3 separate regions of the Zea mays genome follow, and regions 1 and 2 are each linked to region 3. The links are chromatin contacts, called in public Hi-C maps. All regions are on one chromosome and are shown on one strand. Each heading gives the region's core, a stretch centred on a gene start, on an enhancer-like site or on the middle of the called end of the contact. The rest is flanking DNA. Distances are from core to core; before and after follow the strand shown.

Evidence for each region. Hi-C and Micro-C count contacts between places; a contact is called where the count stands out from the background.
Region 1: a contact with region 3 is called in a Hi-C map of ear, with 2.1 times the contacts expected there. The contact joins the promoter of LOC100382877 here to the promoter of LOC100383222 in region 3. A contact is called at or near these places in 2 of 25 Hi-C or Micro-C datasets (ear and leaf mesophyll).
Region 2: a contact with region 3 is called in a Hi-C map of leaf, with 5 times the contacts expected there. The contact joins the promoter of LOC100193379 here to the promoter of LOC100383222 in region 3. A contact is called at or near these places in 9 of 25 Hi-C or Micro-C datasets (bundle sheath, ear, leaf and 3 more).

The regions. Positions count from the first base shown.
Region 1 is chr7:29,642,217-29,646,296 of Zm-B73-REFERENCE-NAM-5.0, forward strand. LOC100382877 (Serine/threonine protein phosphatase 2A 59 kDa regulatory subunit B') reads left to right here and starts at 1,616. Exons shown (of 5, transcript NM_001175569.2): 1 at 1,616-1,831; 2 at 1,975-2,050; 3 at 2,276-3,603. The coding sequence starts at 2,344.
Region 2 is chr7:29,548,409-29,552,519 of Zm-B73-REFERENCE-NAM-5.0, forward strand. LOC100193379 reads left to right here and starts at 1,374. Exons shown (of 2, transcript NM_001310441.1): 1 at 1,374-1,756; 2 at 2,589-4,111. The coding sequence starts at 1,689. The coding sequence ends at 4,104. It also overlaps the pseudogene LOC118473016.
Region 3 is chr7:29,258,374-29,262,199 of Zm-B73-REFERENCE-NAM-5.0, forward strand. It overlaps LOC100383222, which reads right to left and starts at 2,322. Exons shown (of 3, transcript NM_001175884.1): 1 at 1-2,322. The coding sequence starts at 2,203. LOC103632191 reads left to right here. Exons shown (of 7, transcript XR_002263601.3): 7 at 1-2,577.

The DNA of each region.
Region 1 (4,080 bases), core at 366-2,865, 380 kb after region 3:
TAAAATCTTGATGATGAAAGCAATGCTATGTTATTTGCCATAAATAACCAATGGAACACTTCAAAAATAATTAAAATAACCACATCAGGTGTAAAATTGAACATAACAATGAACACGAGGAGGAGGAAGTGGGGATGGGCAGAAGGGTCACGTCGAATGTGGTGGGGTCGAGCGATGGTAGGGTCTATGACAAAAATGTACATTAGCATGATATGGTTGCGTAATGTTAGCCATAACCGGTTCCAATCATGTGCCTGGATTTAGGCTATATTTGATTTCACTCATATAATCATTATCTAAAACTTTAGTTACCTTGAAAATAAACACGCTCGCAAATGGACATCTAACATTAGTTAATAATAAAGGGTGATTAGCTTGTACATCTTAGGTTTTTACTTGTCCCGGTCCTTTTGCCTATATTAGCTAGTCCATTATCTAGTGAATCAAACATCCTACTAAACTAACGCAAAACATGGACCTAGAACAACATTTTTTGGGTCATTATTAATGTCTACATTGGTCAACGATGGTTTGACCGTGATGTCGCCCTGATATTGGGCCTGTTTGGTTCAGTTTTTTTCTGACCAACTTTTCTGAGAATCTGACTGTGGTGAGAATCTGGCTGTGGGGATAATCTGAGTATCGTGAAGATTACGTGTGGAGAAAGATTAAGGGCCCCTTTGGCAGGGCTCTGGCTTCTCCAAAAACGGCTTTAGCTCTGGCTCACGAGGTGAAACCACTTCTTTAGATGAGCCAAAGCTATTCTAAAAATCATTTGGCAAAACGCCTTATAGGTTGTTTTTCAGAAAGACCCTTGTATATGTATATCTCTCCTGTACGTGGCTAGGATTGAGGGGAGGACCAAAAAATAATAATTTGGACTGGTGGGAGGGCTATTGTGCAAAAATAACGTGAGCTGAAGCCGGGTGAGCCACTTTTTTTGGCTCATGCCCTCTAGTTCATTTTGGAAAAGCACTTCACTGATGAAGCCATTTGAAAAAGAGGTGTTTGGCACAACTTTTGCATGAGCCAGAGCCGAAGCTGAAAAATAAGCCCTACCAAAGGGGCCCTAAGTAGTCCAAATGGTTCAAGATCTAAAAAGCGACGAATTCCTACTATCGTGACGACTTGACCGATTTTATGTTCATATTGATTTTAAATGGTTTTTATTAAATTAATTTTTATAAAAGCTGACTAAAAAGATGAAACGTTTGACGGTCTATATCAGCCTGCAAAAAGCCCAAACAAATATGGGCATTGACATATGGCGCGAGCGGAGAATGCCTCCATGAACCTTCCTTGGTGAGGCAGTCACCCTACCCTACCCTAGGTCCTAGGAGGGTATGATAAGCATCTGGTGACGGCGAGTTAAGAGCAGTTCAAACTTCAAAGCAAAGGTAAAACAGAACACCTGGTCTTACGCCTGCCAGCAACAAACTCGATGGAAAGATCGGAAAAAAGACACGCAGGCCTGGCTCCCGGCCAAAACTGCCCTGCTATCCCGTCTTCCAGACGCAGAGAAAAAGCAGGGGGGCTGCAACGGAAACAAAAACTAAAATAATCGTACTGTCCAGAACGGAAACTGCCCTCGCTTCGCTTCCTCCTGTTCTTCTCTCCCCTCCTGCTACTGCCGCCCGGCTCCGCTCCGCTCCCCTCCCGAACCCCGTTCCACCTCCACCCGCCGCTCCCGTCCCGTCCCGTCCATACCCGCGCCGCTCTCGACTCGCTCCTCGACCTCAAGGCTACCTACCTCGACGGGCCCCGCACCGTACCCGCCCGCTAGCTCCCGCGGCTGCAGCAGCAGGACGAGCTCGCCGCCGCCGTGCACTAGGTACGTCCGCCTCCTCGCAGTCCCGTTCTGGTGGTTCTCGTGGCGGAGCGGGAGGTCCCCTCCTCTCCCGCGCCGCCGTTTACTGGCCCGCGCCCGCAGCCAGTCCGTGTTGACCGTTGCGTTGCTCTGCCTTTTGTTTTCAGAAGAAGAGGTCGCTGTCGGTCGCCCCGCCCCGCCCAATCCTGGTTCCTGGACCTGCGCCGCGTCGTTTCGCCTCAGGTAGGCTTCCCGTCTTTGCCCCGCGCGTCAATTCCACCTAGGCCACGGCGGCTTTGGAGGAGCTAGGGGGCGTTCCGAGCAGTTCCTGACATTCGTTTCGGGGTGTATAGTATAGGGTATTAGACGATGTATGCTTGCACTACTAGCAGTATAATTCCTGTTTAGTGTTGGCCTGCCTGAGCCGTTCATCCCGTTTGCTGTGCTCCCCTATTCCCTCTGGTGCAGGTTCCAGTGTCTCGATTTGCCAGGATAACTTGTATAATTGAAGCTTTCCTTTGTACGATGATGGGGGCATGCCATGGACCAGAACTGAGGGGGCTAGGGTTTGCTATGTGGTAGTAGCTCCTGCTTCAGGTGGCGTCAGCTGTTCTGGGTGGGGTAATATGATGAAACAGATATTTGGACGGCGCAAGGCGTCCAAAACCGCAGACAAGGAGTTCACTGGTGGGAGGACGTTCAGCCAGCTGTCGGGGTCTGGAGTTGCTGACCTGAGTGGCCAACCGCCAATTCTGTCGAGTACTGGGCACGCCTATGGGAGTGGAAACCGTACGGGGTTCCAAGACTCGAGGATAAATGATAATTTGTTTTCTTCCAACTTCCGTCCGTTGCCGAGCTTTAAGGATGTGCCGAATACAGAGAAACAGAATCTGCTCATCAAAAAGTTGGACGTTTGTTGCACTCTGTTTGACTTTACGGATGCGTCAAAGAACATGAAGGAGAAGGAAATAAAGACGCTGATGTTGTTGGAGATAGATGAGTATGTAAGGACTGCTAACGTGAAGTTCCCTGAGATCGTTGTGGAGGCAATCACAAAAATGATTTCGGTGAACTTGTTCAGGACACTAATTTCCCCACCTAGGGAGAAGAAGGCGCTTCAAGCTTTTGATCTAGAAGAGGACGAACCGTTGATGGACCCTGCGTGGCCACATTTGTACCATGTGTATGAGTTGCTCTTGACATTTGTCCAGTCTCCACAAAATGATGCTAAGCTGGCTAAGAGATATATTGACTATTCCTTTATTCTGAGGCTGCTTGACCTCTTTGACTCGGAGGACGCTAGGGAGAGGGATCGCCTTAAGATGGTGCTTCACCGTATCTATGGGAAGTTCATGGTGTATCGGCCATTTATCCGGAAAGCTATCAATAACATATTCTACCAGTTCATATATGAAACAGAAAAGCACAATGGAATTGCAGAGCTCTTGGAGATTTTTGGAAGTATCATCAATGGGTTTGCTTTGCCACTCAAGGAAGAGCACAAACTGTTCCTTGTAAGGACCTTAATTCCACTTCACAAGCCAAGGTGCACTACAATGTACCATCAACAGTTGTCTTACTGCATTACACAGTTTGTTGAAAAAGATTGCAAGCTTGCGGATTCTGTTATTAGGGGCCTCATAAAATATTGGCCTATCACCAACAGCACAAAGGAGGTACTGTTCTTGGGTGAGTTGGAAGAGGTACTAGATGCAACACAACCTGGCGAGTTTCAAAAATGTATGGTTCCTCTTTCTCACCAGATCGCTCGCTGCTCGAACAGCCCTCACTTCCAGGTAAACAATTTTTCGTCTAAGCAACTTTATTTGCTGTCTGTTTCTCTTTTGCTTGAATTATTGACTTGTTGGCCTACGCTTCCATTGTCAACATTGGATTAGTTGTACCTGTGAGTTAACTATCATATTTTGCCTGGCTAAATGTTATTTTATGCTGGTTATTATAATAGTATTACCTTCTTTCAGCACTAACTTAAAAATCATTTCACTTGTTTATTCTATTGATTTCCAGTTTACATTGTGAGAAGTCTTGGTCAAATGTGTTTGCTTGAATGTGCATATCATCAATTTAGTCTTGCTATTCGTTTCATATTTATTTTCTAGGACCTCAATTGCAAAAGTTGAATGGAAGAAACATAATTTGTTTCCTAATTTGTATTTTGATCTACTATCATTGCTATCTTGAATTGCTGATGATAAAAAAGGCAGGCCTCATTTACCTTCTGACCATCCCTATTTCATGTTTTTTTCTGTGCA
Region 2 (4,111 bases), core at 124-2,623, 290 kb after region 3:
TCGCAGATGAACTGGCACCACTCATTGTAGGTCGGGTGGGTTGAGTGGCGCTTGTGGAGATGAAGAAGTGGTCGCATTCTTATATCCCGAGAGGCAGCAGGCCGACCAGCGGGTCAGCGGGGCGTACGCGCGGTTGTTACAGAGGCTGTTCGCCGCCGGTGGGGACGCGTAGCGAGCACTTATTGTGGAGGGAGGCTGTTGTCGGTGACATAGGGGAGGGGGTGCGAACGCTCCTATTGGCCCGTGGAGACGCCCGAGGATGACGCCATGTCGCGGAAACGGGGGAGGACGCGCAGCTTGTGCTCGATGCGGAGGTTGTTGGCCGGCGACGGCGGAGCGGACGTTCTTGTTGGCCGACGGTGACGGGGAAGACGCGTAGGGGAGGAGGCGTTGGGTGGTGGCGATTCATGGCACAGGCACCCGCGTGGATCTGAGCGAGGCGGGGAAGACACGCGGGATAGGAGGCGAAGTGGAGGCCGGGAGGGGGACGAGCGTCTAGATCCTATCTGTCGGAGATCCTACGGGCAGAGAGAGAGATAGGGTAGAACCACGGTGCACACGGTCTACATTAGAGTCTTATAGAGTAGTAGAGATTTATGCAATATTTATTCTTATTTGAAATAATGTACTTAATAACATAAAAAAAGATCAACATCAAATTTGATACATATATATTTTAAAATATTAATTTTGTTTTAATAGTTTAGATTACCACTTTCATCCCTATTGTTTAAGAACGAAAACTTTTCATCGAGAAAAAAATTTACAACACCTTAAAACAATTTAGTATTCACAATACTTTAGTTTTGAACATAGAGATTTTACCTACATTCTCAAACACCATTATGTATAATATACTTTTTGTTTTTTTTATTTGTCGTCATTTATTTCAAAAATGAACTGGACGGTAAATAGTTTAGTTTTGAACATCGAGGTATTCTTAAATTCCACAATATTATTAGGAAAAAAACTGTGTTCCTAATCGCCCTTCGTGTACAATCGCATCGTCACGGCCTCACGGGCCCGCGGTGCCGCCGCCGCTACCGCGACCACCACCTCCATGTGGGGGTTCGGAGCTCCCGATGCTGGGTTCCTCGCCAACGCCGGCGCGGGGACCCGCTTCGTGCCCCCTCCACCTTCCGCCCCGCACCCGCGGAGGGCCTCCTCCTTGGCGGCTGGCGCGCGCTCGACGCCCGACATGGCCGCGCCCTCCTGCGCCGGGACACCCCCCGCGACGCGCCCGTTGACCGGGAGCTCGCCGTCTGGGACTCGCCACGGGCCGCCGCACGGACCTGACCCGCCTCCCCTGGTCGCTCTACACCCCCCCCACCCCCCCCCCCCCCCCCCCCCCCCCCCCCCCCCCCCCCCCCACACACACACACACACACAGGTAGAACGCCGCTCTGCGGCGCTACGACCGCCTCCGCCTGTGACCACCTCAGACTGCTGCTGCGGTGGCCACTTCCTCGTCATCGTGGTGGGCACCCACCACGCGGAGATGTTCGCTCACGTCTAGTCGTCGGAGGCGGGCGCGTTGAACATGCCCACGTCCGCTCGGCGAGACCCGACGAAAACGTCGACTTCGCACCAGCCCGCTCGCCGGGAACACGCTCTACCTCGCATTCCAGACGAGCGCGACGGCCCTGGAGTACGACTTGGGTGGGCACGCGGGAGATGCCGCCGCTGCCATGCCTGGACTGGCAGCGCGTTGTGCTCGCCACCAGGGACGATGGTCGTCTGGGACTCGCCATGACAGGCAAGTCCACGATCTACCTGTGGGCGAGGGAGGCACCAGCTCGGGGAGATGGGAGTTGGCTACAGACCAGAGCCATCAAGTTTGACACGCTGCTCCCTGTCGGTGCCTTCTCGGCCTTTTATTGATTTGGTTAGCTTAGTTTTGTGGATGGCGTCGGTGTAGTTTTTTGTGCGGACTTGCGATGTACTCTTCACCATTGATCTGAAGTCTCTCCGGGCCTCAAAGGTATCCAAGGACACACTTTTTAATGTGGTTATTAGCTGGTATGCAGAACTACAGTATATCAGTTGCTAAGCTAACAATCTGATTTTTGTGACCTTGATATCATAGGTGGTCTACAGAGTAATTACACGGATCATACATGGTAATGGCTCAGTGGTTCACTTAGGGCGTGTTTGGTTGCAGGACAGGGACATCCCCTGTCGTCCTCTTTTGTCCCTCTAATTTTGAGAAACAACTGGGGACAACACTGGGATAATCATATCCCAACCCTTGACCCTAAACCAAACAATCTTATTTGAGGGATCGTTTTATTTGAGGGGTCGTCCCATCCTATTATTGCAACCAATCGCATAGTAAAAACGCATAGTGAAGGCAAGGAATTCAACTGTCAAAGAAAAATAAAAAGTCAATCAGAATAACCATGTGAAGGCAAAAGCAGTCCCAAAGGTCATACATGTGCAGGGACTATTGACTCTGTGTATGTCTCTTTATATGTCTTTTCTTCTTGAAACCGACGCCCTTTCTCTCCTGGGAGCTTTGACGTGAAGCATAGCATACATAGTTTGAGAAACATTAAAACTCACCTTGTGTTTTCTTACCCATCTTGCAGTGTTCTCTTCCTGAGAAAGAGAGGACGGGCTCACATGGAAAGTTTCCTTTCTGTAGCCCTGGGTGAATTGGTGACTAGATCAATAAATTTCATCATCAACAAGTTCTCGAAGCCGCCGACACTTGCCATGGAGGAAAGCCTACAAAGGACTCTTCTCCGAGCACAGGTCATCGACGAGGAGGCCATGGGGCGGCACATTCCAAATCAAGCCATGATCCAGCAGTTAGGCATGCTGAGAGATGCCATGCACCGGGGCTCTTACGCACTCGACGCCTTCAGGTACAAGCCTCACTATGGAGAGGACGACAGTGTTCAAGTTGTGAGTGGATTCATGTCCCTATCCAAGTTACCCTTTGCAAAGGATCCCTATTTCTTCAGTCGAACTGCACAGTCTCGGGAACAACTACAAGAGGCACTTGACAGATTGGGCTCCATGATTGTTGATCTGAATGAGTTGGTGATGTTCTTGGCGAGCTACCCTCGTCTGCATCGCCAACCTTACAGCATGCATATCTTACTGGGTAACTGCATGTTTGGTCGCCAGGTGGAAGCAGAACTTGTCATTAATTTTTTGCTGCACACACAGCCTCATAGCTCTGAAGAACTGGAGGTCCTGCCAATTATCGGTCCATGCAGAGTCGGCAAGAGCACCCTAGTCGCTCATGTTTGCAAAGATGAAAGAGTCCAAGATCATTTCTCAGAAATCTTGTGGCTGAATGACCTTGCTTTTACAGATGACGAGCGAGCTTTCAGACAGGGATATGCAATGGAGCATCAGAATCAAGTGTCGAACTGGAACAAAGACAAGAGATCGCTAGTTGTTATAGAACTATCTGGAAATCTCCATGAAGATGCTTGGAACAGGTTCTATCTTGCTTGCAAACGGAGCTTTTGTAGCGGGAGTAAAATCGTAGTCACAAGCAGTTCAGACAGAGCTGCAAAGTTTGGAACAGCACAGGCTCTAGCTCTGAAGCATCTATCTCATGAAGCATACTGGTATTTCTTCAAGACACTTGCGTTTGGAAGCATGGATCCTGAGACACACCCAAGGCTTGCACAGGTAGCCATGGAGATAGCCAGAACGCAGAATCGTTCAATCAACGCCGCGTACATCATCTGTTATTTGATGAGGAACAATTTTAACATCCACTTTTGGTGCAAGGTTCTGAGGTTCTTCAGAGTGTTCGTCCAGAAGCATGTCTCCAGATTCGGCACGCATCCATACGATCTTCTGAACCAGAACAGACCAATAAGGATTAGCCGAATGGGTACAGCTTCTGAATATTTCACTATTCATCGTCAGTATCATTGCTCTTCACAAGAGGAGGTTCCTAAGATAAGAGTCCACGATGTGGTGTATGGAAGCATGAAGACTTGCAGAAAATTTGAGGTCCTATCATGGAGATCTCCAATACCCCCCTACTACAGCTATGCCAATACTTATGAGATTCAAGAGCGAAGGACTACAAGTGCCAAGAGGAAGCGTTCTACGGAAGATGGAGTCACATTTTGCTAATTTTGCC
Region 3 (3,826 bases), core at 1,072-3,571:
GGTTGTTTAAACCTGTGATGTGAAGATGTCCTTCGAGGTTTACCAGTTCGTTGAGGTCTGCTATGGTGCATCCAGCAGGCTCATTCTCGATGGCGAAAAAAGGTAGTCTCTGCAGCCTAGTCAACTCTCCAATCCCAGAAGGCATCTTTATGCCTGAATGTGGAATCTCTAAGCACCTTAGGTTCAATAGGAGCTTGATGCCCTGAGGCAACTGAGTAAGGGAAGAACAATGGTTAAGCTTTATTGTCTGCAAGTGGAGAAGAGCACAAATTGACTCAGGCAGCATCTGAATTGCGGTGTTGTCCAGACCAAGGAACCTTAGGTGTATCAGACTTCCAATGGATTTCGGTAGCTCCATGATATTAGAGTTGCTCAAATCTAAAGCCCTTAAGCATTCAAAACCTGTGATCAGCTCAGATGGAATCTTTGTTCTGAAGGTCATCTCCTCGGGGTTCTGTTCTGTTCTTGCAATGAACATGAAGGTCCGGAGATCACGATGACCACAGAACCAGCTCAGGTTTATTTCTTCGACCGAATCGGACTCCTCGTCGACCAAGGACAAATGCCGAGAGCTCTCATCTATTTTCGTCGAATTAGGGAGCTGTATCATCCTACATTCATTGCCTGAAACAAACTGAGCAAGCTCTTGATACAGGTCGTGCATAACAAACTTCCCTTCGCTGAGAGCATGAGATGGGGAAGGGTGGAAGAAGCACCTTGACACCAAGTCATTGAAGTAACCATTGGCGATCGCTTCAAGGCTGCAGTCTCCTTCAGCATCCACAAAGCCCTGCGCAGTCCACAGCTGGACTAGCAGATCTTTGTCGAACACGAAGCCCTTTGGAAACAATGAACAAAACGCGAAGCTGCGCTTCAGCGGCATGGACAGGTGGTCGTAGCTCACCTTCAGCACCGGCAGTACCAGGTTCTTCACCTCATTGTCAGCCCACAAGTCGTTATTCAGGACTTCATTCCAGTGCTCCCAGACGGCTGAAGTGCTCAGGACGCTACCAGCTGCCTCTGCCGCCAATGGCAAGCCGTGGCATTTCTTGGCGATCCTCTCACCGATCTCAACGAGTTCTTTGTGGACGTTGGCACCGCTATTTGGCAGTGCCCGTCGCTGGCATACAAGCCAGCAGTCTTCATCTGACAAGCATTTGAGATGATACACCTTGGTGCTCACCATCCTGGCAACCTTGTTGCTCCTCGTCGTCACGGCAACCGCACTCCCTGGCGCGCAGTGGCTCAGCGGGGCCGTCAGGCTGTTCCAGTGGCTGGGATTGTCATCCCACACGTCGTCAAGAACGATCAAGCACCTCTTCCCGGCAAGGTGCTCAACTATGAGCTCATGAAGCGTGCTCAGCTCGCCGCACTCCGGGCGCGATCTGGTGATCGCCTCAACAATCTTGCGGGTCACGCTGACAACGTCAAAATCCTGGGAGACCCAAACCCAGCGCGTCAGTTCAAAGCACGACTTCACCGTCTCCATGCCGCAGACGTGCTGCATCAGAGCAGTCTTGCCGACGCCGGCCATCCCGACGATGGGCACGACGGCGTAGCTCGTCCCGCCGTCCGGATCCCCGAGGACCAGCGCGGCGACCCTCTCGACGTCGCCATGCCTCCCGTGGAGGCGCTCGGTACGGGGAAGCACGCTGCTTGGCACGAGCGGGCTGGCCGCGGGCCGGGGCGCGCAGCCGCCGTCGCCTGGCCGCAGCCGGAGCGTCTTCCTGTCCGACGCGATCTCTTCGTACCTCGCCCAGACGTCGTCGATCTTGCGGCGGAGCCGCCTCGCGGGCGGGGGCGCGAACAGCAGCGCCACCTCCCGGCGCTGCTTCCGCGTCGTGGCGGCGTAGAGCAAGTCTTGCTTGAGCTCCTCCAGCTGCGCCGAGCGGCGGGACTCGTACTCCAGCTCCTCGACCACATCCTCGGCCCGGTTCTCGAGGTCGCCGAGCTCGGCCAGCCACAGCTGGACGGAGCAATCGGTGACGGACAGGCTCTCGGCGTCGCGGAGGGTGGCGCGGATCCGCCGCAGTTTGGACTTGAGCGCCATCAGCTCGTCGTCGTTGACGGTGGTCGGCTCGGTCGCCCGCCCGAATGGCTCCAGCAGTGGCGACGCGAGCTTCTTGGACTTGACTGCAAAGTGAAGCAGCGCATCTCGCAGAGTGTGGATGATGGTCGTCGTCTTCTCTCCATTGTTGTCCATTGCCGGATCAGTACGTGGCGCGAGAACTCGATGGTTGGTTTGGAGATTGGATTAGTAGAGAATCAGCTGTTGGTGGCTTGGTGCGTATTGCGTAAAGCTGCTGTGACTGTGAGGCTGAGAACGAGGAGGGGTTTGGCTGACACCTGACAGCTCCCGCAAGCGTTGACGAAGACTTCGCTTGGTTGGCACGGAGAGGCTCAGTACTCGAATGGCCCCACCACTTTATCTTCTACTAGAGGAGCTAAAGAAAATGGACCGACGCTCGCGTGCTGGTGCCCGCGCGCTAACACTTTAGATTGTTTATTTCTTATCCTACAATTTTCACTCTATGATAAATCGATACACGAAGACCAAGGTGTTACGACCGTCTATTATATATGCTTCTGAACTTAATAACATTAGTATATGTTTCTATCTCAAAACAAATAACATAGTCTTAAGGGAAATTAGTGAAATTTATGACCTATTAATCTAGAATCATATGCGCGTTCTATTAAACCCAGTACGTGATTTCAGATCATGTTGGGTGGAAGTCCAAGTCCTCAGTGAGAGGAGTTGCAAGCATTTGCTCTCTATGTATATGCTCAAGTTTATCTGTTTGATCATGTACTTTCTTATTTATATCATAATGCTTAATATAGTATAAAATCGGATGGCATACCAGGAATTTTTCCTAATATCAACCTGTTTGATGGCAGCACTTGACTTTTTATTATAGGAGTAACATACTGTTAGTTCATTATCGAAGTATAGCTCCGGTGACTTTGATATGTTTTCTATTCTTTTAAATAAAGTATAAATTTGTTCAGCCACCTAGTTTGTTAGGTTGTTTCATAACATATAATAAACTCAACATATATTATCGACGATACCGTGATTGTTTGATTTGAGCTTTTCCATGATATAGCTCGTCCTGCGAGTGTGAATATGTAATCTGTCACACCCAGTTTTGGAAGGCAAACTGAATACGAACCATGTACGTGGCAGGATCAGAAACTCACGTACACAACAGTTACATAATTAGACATCATCACACATTGCTCAAAGTAAATAGCGGAAATAATACTTTATTACATCAAGATGTCCAAGACATCCACAAAGTCATTAACATAACATTGTCATTAATATTATCAAAGTGCGGAAAAGCGAACATAGCAGATAAGGCCTTCATAGGCAGCTGACTGTGGATTTTCCACTAACATAACTAAAACTCGACCTAGTCCTAAAACTCCTCAAAGTCCTCTACGTTGACTGTATCTCCTCCTGAGCACTGAATACAGTGGGGATAACCTGGGTGGGGGTGGTTTTTAAAGCAAGGGTGAGTACACATCAACGTACTCAGCAAATGTCTCGTTTGACTAAAGTGGACTAGCTGTATGTAGAGTTAAGGTTAAGCAGTTGTTTTTAGTTGGTCAGGTATTTATTACCTAGTAGTAAAGCCATGTTTTAGCAATAAACCTAGTTATTACCCAAAAGTACTCCCTCCAAGTGGAAATACCAGAGATCAGAGTTATATTTATCATCATTAACCATAATCATAAAAGTATCCAAAGTTCTTCTAATCAAAGAGGATTCCAAAGTTGCTCTTAACCGGGAGCACGACTGATATACCAGTTTCTAACA